Regions from separate parts of the Sus scrofa genome. Here region 2 is linked to region 1. Evidence: chromatin contacts called from public Hi-C data. All regions are on one chromosome and are shown on one strand. The core of a region is the stretch at or near the end of the contact, and the rest is flanking DNA. Distances in the headings are between cores, read along the strand shown.

Region 1 (2,700 bases), core at 105-2,604:
ACCTTCAGCTTACTGCACGACAGCATTTGTCACCGCCTGTAATTCTATCATCCTGGGGGTTAGTGTCAGTTCATCTATTAAGCCCTTGAAGCCAGGGGCTGGGTTTTATTCCTTTCTCTCTCCCCAGAATCTAAGCCCTATTAGGTCTCCCATAAATACGTATTAAATAGAATCTTGCTTTGACTTTCCAATCACAGTAATTCAAGCCCCTGAGAGGCTAAATGAGTCTTCTAAGTCATACGGGTAATTAGTGGCCGAGGAAAGACTAAAACTTTCAGTCTTGTTCACTTCTGACTGCCAGACCTAAGCTGGTAGTGTGTGTGCGGGCTCACCAGCATCACCACTAACACCTGCTGACCATCTGCTTCTAAAATTAGTTTATTCAGATACCCATAAAAGAATGCATGGTCTTTCAGCATCCTTCCTCAGAAGTTCCTGGAATGTTTTGGGATGATTTAATCACCATTGTTCCTGGAGAAAAAGAGCGACTGGGAAGGAAGTGGATTTGCATCTGTCCAATCCGACGATCTGCTGACTATCTGGATAATTCTGATGCCTTGAATCCCTCCCTAAGGTAAGAGGCGGTTGCTTTCATCCGTTCATTTTTCCAGGTGTGGCGATGAGGGCAGAATTATTTGGAAAATCTTATTAAATATGGGGCCTCCTCCTGCAGGCTTGGACCTGACCAAATCCTTCTGCTTCTACCAACTGCTGCATTAGCAAAACACCAGACGGCGCTGTGTCTTCGCTGGCTTTTTAACCATCACGTCCAGCTCACAAAAGCCCCAGGTTTCCCCTAAAACTGTTCAAGGGATGGCCCAAATCCTCCCTTCTGAGCAACAGGCTCGTTTCTTGCAGCTTTTCGCGTCTGCATGTATGTGTTTTAGGGAGGGTCCCGTTTTAACTAGCCTCGCGGAGACCTGTTTGAACAGCTGTGTCTCCTGCTTTCTCTTATCCATTCTAAAAGAGCGTTTTCTCTGTGACTTAAAACAAATCTATGTAAATTGGAATGAATTTAAGGCACACTAGGCTCGCTTTCTTGGCCTTCATCGCCCTAGTTTTAAATGCATCCTCCAGAAGAAAGGATTCAACCTCGAAGCCTTTTCCCAACGTGCCAGAGGAGCGCACACGCCCGATTCGCGGTGTGCTTGGCGGGGGTTCCCGCCCGGGTTCACCTGTCTGGGGATGGAGAGGTGTGTCCATGCCTCCCAATAGCTGGACAACTGGCTCCCTCTGCTTTTCTCTTCTACTTTCTTCCCTCCGCTCTGATTAGTAAGTGGTATTGGGGCGGGAGGGTGGTGGGGAGCGGTGAGGAGGGCGGGGAAGGGGCCCGGAGGGGAGGGGCGTCAGAGCGCTGTCACCGAGTGTCGCGCCGCCCTCCCCGCCCCTCTGCCGGGGGTGTGGGAGCGCAGCCGAGCGCGCGGCAGAGGGCCGGGCGCGTGGGGACGCGGGAGTGCGGGGTTCTGGACAAGCCGCGCGGCACGAGGAGCGCGCTGGCCTCCTGAGCTCGGCGCTGAGCCCGGAGCCCGGAGCCCGGAGCGGGCCGCTACCCGCTCCCTGTGCGCTGGGCGGCAGCCCCGGCCGCGGCAGCCCGGCTCCCGGGGAGCGCGCCTCGCCATGGAGCCTTCGCACAAAGACGCCGAGACGGCGGCTGCAGCGGCGGCAGTGGCGGCGGCGGACCGGGGGGCGTCCTCGTCCAGCGGGGTGGTGGTGCAGGTCCGCGAGAAGAAGGGCCCCCTGCGCGCCGCCATCCCCTACATGCCCTTTCCTGTGGCCGTCATCTGTCTCTTCCTCAACACTTTTGTGCCGGGACTGGGTAAGACGCGGTGGCCGCGACCCCGGCGCCCCGGGGCCCTAGCGCGGGAGGACAGCAGGGGAGGGGTCGAGGAGGGACCCTCGGGCGGCGTCCACCGGCGGCGGCAGCTGCGCCGGCGCTCCCAGCGCCCCCTGGCAGGTGGCAGGGTCGCGTGGAGCGGGTGCCGGGAGGGGGGCGCGGCGCAGGGTTCCCTGACGCGCCTTGCACCTTCTCGGACCTGGGAGCCAGGCGATTCAGCCCCGAAGAGCTAGAAACTTTGCCGGGGATGTTGGAGCCCGCGGGCGGCGGCCCAGACGGTTCCCTCAGCCCCAGCTAGGCTCCCCTCCAGGCGCCTCCAAATCCTGCTTCTTCCCTTCGCCGCGCGCACCCTCCCACGAGCTCCTTTCTCCCAGGGGCACGGGGTCTGAGCAGGAGGAGCCTTGGGGCCGCGCCTGGCGGAGAAGTCAGGCGGAGCCGGGTGGGGGGCGGGGGACGAGCCAGGTTAGGAGACAGCCCGCAGCGCCGCCTGCATTCGCGCGCTGCGGGGCGTGTGGGGGCGAGAGCTCTTCAGCCAGAGCCTCCTCTGCCTCCTTCCCGAGTACCCGCGATTCCGCCTGCAGCCCCAAGGCGAAGCCGGGTGATTTTATTAGCTTGGACGTCTGTGGGTTTGAACCGCACGTGGCCAAGTGGTTGACCCTATGACCCCCCTCCCATCACTTCCGTTCCTGAGAAAGTGGAGAGCGCGCGCCTGTAATTACGTCGGACTTTGGCTGCCCGCAGGGTCCCTAATGGCACGAGGGTCCCTGATGGCACCAGTGTCCCAAATTTTAAAGCAGAGGCTCATCACCGAGATAGGAGTGCCGAAAGGTGCAGAAAAGGGGGCAACGCGAAGTTTTCTCAACTCT
Region 2 (2,700 bases), core at 201-2,700, 220 kb after region 1:
AAGAGACAGGCTTGGGTGAGCCGTAGCAGGAACACTATTTAGCCTGTCTGTGTGGTACAGAGGCAGACCAGGTATGTTCACATCAGAAACGCCATGCACCTGGTGCAGGTGTGGAAAGGTACAGGGATCCTCCCCCACGGGTGAATTGGGTGGCTGTGGGGACAGGGGATCGTCACTCAAGGAGCCCTCGATTGGAAGGTTGGCCCTTGCTCTCCTGTGTTCATCACATCTACCAAGTGGTTGGTTGGACCCTGAGATAGAGACCTTTCCTTACAGCCTCTGCTTTACGTGAACATGCACTTGGGGAAGAGAAGCATTAACTAGACTTTATCGTTCACATAGAACTCACTGTGTCCACACCTGCAATGATTTCAGTCAACTGCAGCCATATCAACAAAGCACCATTAACATGGACCACTGATTTCTGTATTGCACTGGGCAGTAATTTTAGTTACTATAAGCATTCTACTTGAACTTTTAACTGGTAGGGTCAGGCCCAGAGCAAGGTCTCTCTGGAGCTAAACTTCCCAGGGTAATGAATAAAGCACACACAGCATTAAGGAAGGGCAGATGTGTCCACGACATCTTTCCAGCTTCCTTCTAGAAAGGGTTCCTTGGGAATGTACGTTTTTTTTCCTCAATGGAATTAGCTCATCAGTTCATGTTCTCTTTACCTTCGCCCCACCCCCGAATCAAAACTTGAAACTAATTTCATGGGAAACTGCTCTACTAAAGGGATGTTGGAAAGGATCTGATCAAATACTTACATTGATTACTATTAAACTACAAATTAAGGACCCAGTCTTAAGGTTTCCCTTCTAGAGACTTCGGGTGAGCATATTTTAGTCTTAAAGGAATAAAAATGGATAAGGGTAGATCTTAGGCATCGGTCATCAGAAAACCTTTCCTTGACAATATTTTGTAAGGAAAAAAAAATCTTCCCGGCACTAGCGTTCTTCAAATGAAACCATATAAAAACTACTCTGCCTTACTTGTTTGTCCCTTAGAAGATCCAAGCAAATACCGTCAGCATCCCCTGGAGGTGGTGGGATCATCCAGTGATGCGGATTTGATGTCACAGCAGCTAAAATTCCTTTGCCTTCCTGAACATCCATTCACAGTTTCCACTTATTTTAGGCTCCTTAAATTCTCAAAAGTCTTACATGAGATTTAATTTGGGGGTCAAGACCCTTTTTTAAGCACTATTTATTTAGTTATGCATGGGGCGGGGGGTTCAACCATCTCGATTCAGGGTTTCCAGCACATCCTTAGGAGCAAAGGCGCGATATAAAATCTCATGCACAGAGGCACTCGCACAGCACCTCTGGTTTCCCAAGTGCTTGTAAACTGTCAAGTGACTCAGAAATACCAGGGACTCATCCTGACAGAGTCCAGAAGGAAAGGATGACTTCATCTGAAGCCGACCCAAAGAAGAAGGCACATCTGTCATCTCCCGGACAGTGTTCCAGGCGGAGCCTGAGCTCCTGGAAGCGGGATGTGTGTCAAGGCTCAGCTCACATCTGGCTGCCTCATCCAGGGGAGCTCTCAGCCCCAGAAAAGTCAGGAATGCTTCAGGCACTGCTCCCCAAACCGGAAATGAGGCCTGGCTAGCCCCTGGGGGAGACCTGACTCTGCTGCTGCTAGCAGCTCCCACCTGCATCTGAGGAACCTAGGTTAGTCATTCCTCACCTCCCCCAGGTGGGCCCTTTGGCAGCCTGAAAAAACCCATCTGAAGCTCTCCTTGCTCATTATCTGGACCCTGGTGTCTCTCCACGGCTGCTCAAGGCTTAAAGAGGACCAGCTGTTCTGCGGCTGCCCTGATGCTCTACAGCTGTAATTGGGAACCAATGTGCACTTGGGCCTCCATCGCTTAATCCTACTGAATAATTCTGCCTGGCTGGAAAAGCAAAATGCTTCGCCTTCCAGCTGCTAAAATTGCCCAGCTACTTGACACCTTCCAGCTGCTAAAACTGCCCGGCCACTTACCACCATAGCATGAGGTGATGTGTCAGCCACCCTTCCTTCCATCACTCCAACCTCTTCTTGCCAACAAACAAACAAAAAAATCCACAGTCTAAGTAGTGAGCTGATTTATTGAAGGATATCGTGTGGCTTACAGAATTTCCAGGAAGTCCAGAAAATCATGTCTGGAGGCTCTACAGCCTGGAGCAACCCAGATCATCTTCCCACCACTGCTGGCGTGCAGGTGCCGTTGGCATATTAGATACCGAGATAGGACACCATCACCAGGACCTCTGCCCCTGTCACCCCTGTGGCTCTGAGATCTCAATGATTGCTCCACTGAGCCCCCAGGAAAGAATTCCTCCAGGTGCTTCTCACAAAGGTACATCTGATTGGCGATGCCTGGGTCACTTGCCTGTGACCTAGCTGCAAGGGGTCCTGGGAAATGTAGTTCTGGCCTAAAAGACTAATAATAAGAAAGGTATTTATCCAAAAGATGTTAAAGAGTCACCAATATGACCCATATGCACTTTACATGGCCCTTTATTTTAGTCACAATTGTCTGAAAATAGGCATTATATATATATTATTAATATATATCATTCACTTATTTTAAATCTGCTATTTAAAAAAATTGAGATGCAGTTGATTTACAATATTACATTCGTCTCAAGTATATACCACATATAAACCTGTTTCTTTTTTTTTTTTTTAATCCTTTTTTGGCTACACCCATGG

Evidence for each region. Hi-C and Micro-C count contacts between places; a contact is called where the count stands out from the background.
Region 2: a contact with region 1 is called in a Hi-C map of subcutaneous adipose tissue, with 1.9 times the contacts expected there. The contact joins the enhancer-like site here to the promoter of STUM in region 1. A contact is called at or near these places in 5 of 47 Hi-C or Micro-C datasets (embryonic fibroblasts, heart right ventricle, mesenteric adipose tissue and 2 more) and 1 of 2 datasets of contacts at active chromatin or transcription factors (skeletal muscle).

What each region holds. Positions count from the first base shown.
Region 1 is chr10:14,293,605-14,296,304 of Sscrofa11.1, forward strand. STUM (protein stum homolog) reads left to right here and starts at 1,355. Exons shown (of 4, transcript XM_003357643.4): 1 at 1,355-1,816. The coding sequence starts at 1,618.
Region 2 is chr10:14,511,146-14,513,845 of Sscrofa11.1, forward strand. No RefSeq gene overlaps it. Among named protein-coding and RNA genes, the nearest start is that of PSEN2, 32 kb to the right of the region's middle. Within about 2 kb of position 1,451, at least 14 of the 83 cell types and tissues checked have an H3K27ac peak or open chromatin away from gene starts, as enhancers often do. A contact at or near this core is called in mesenteric adipose tissue, retroperitoneal adipose tissue, skeletal muscle and 1 more, where this site is marked.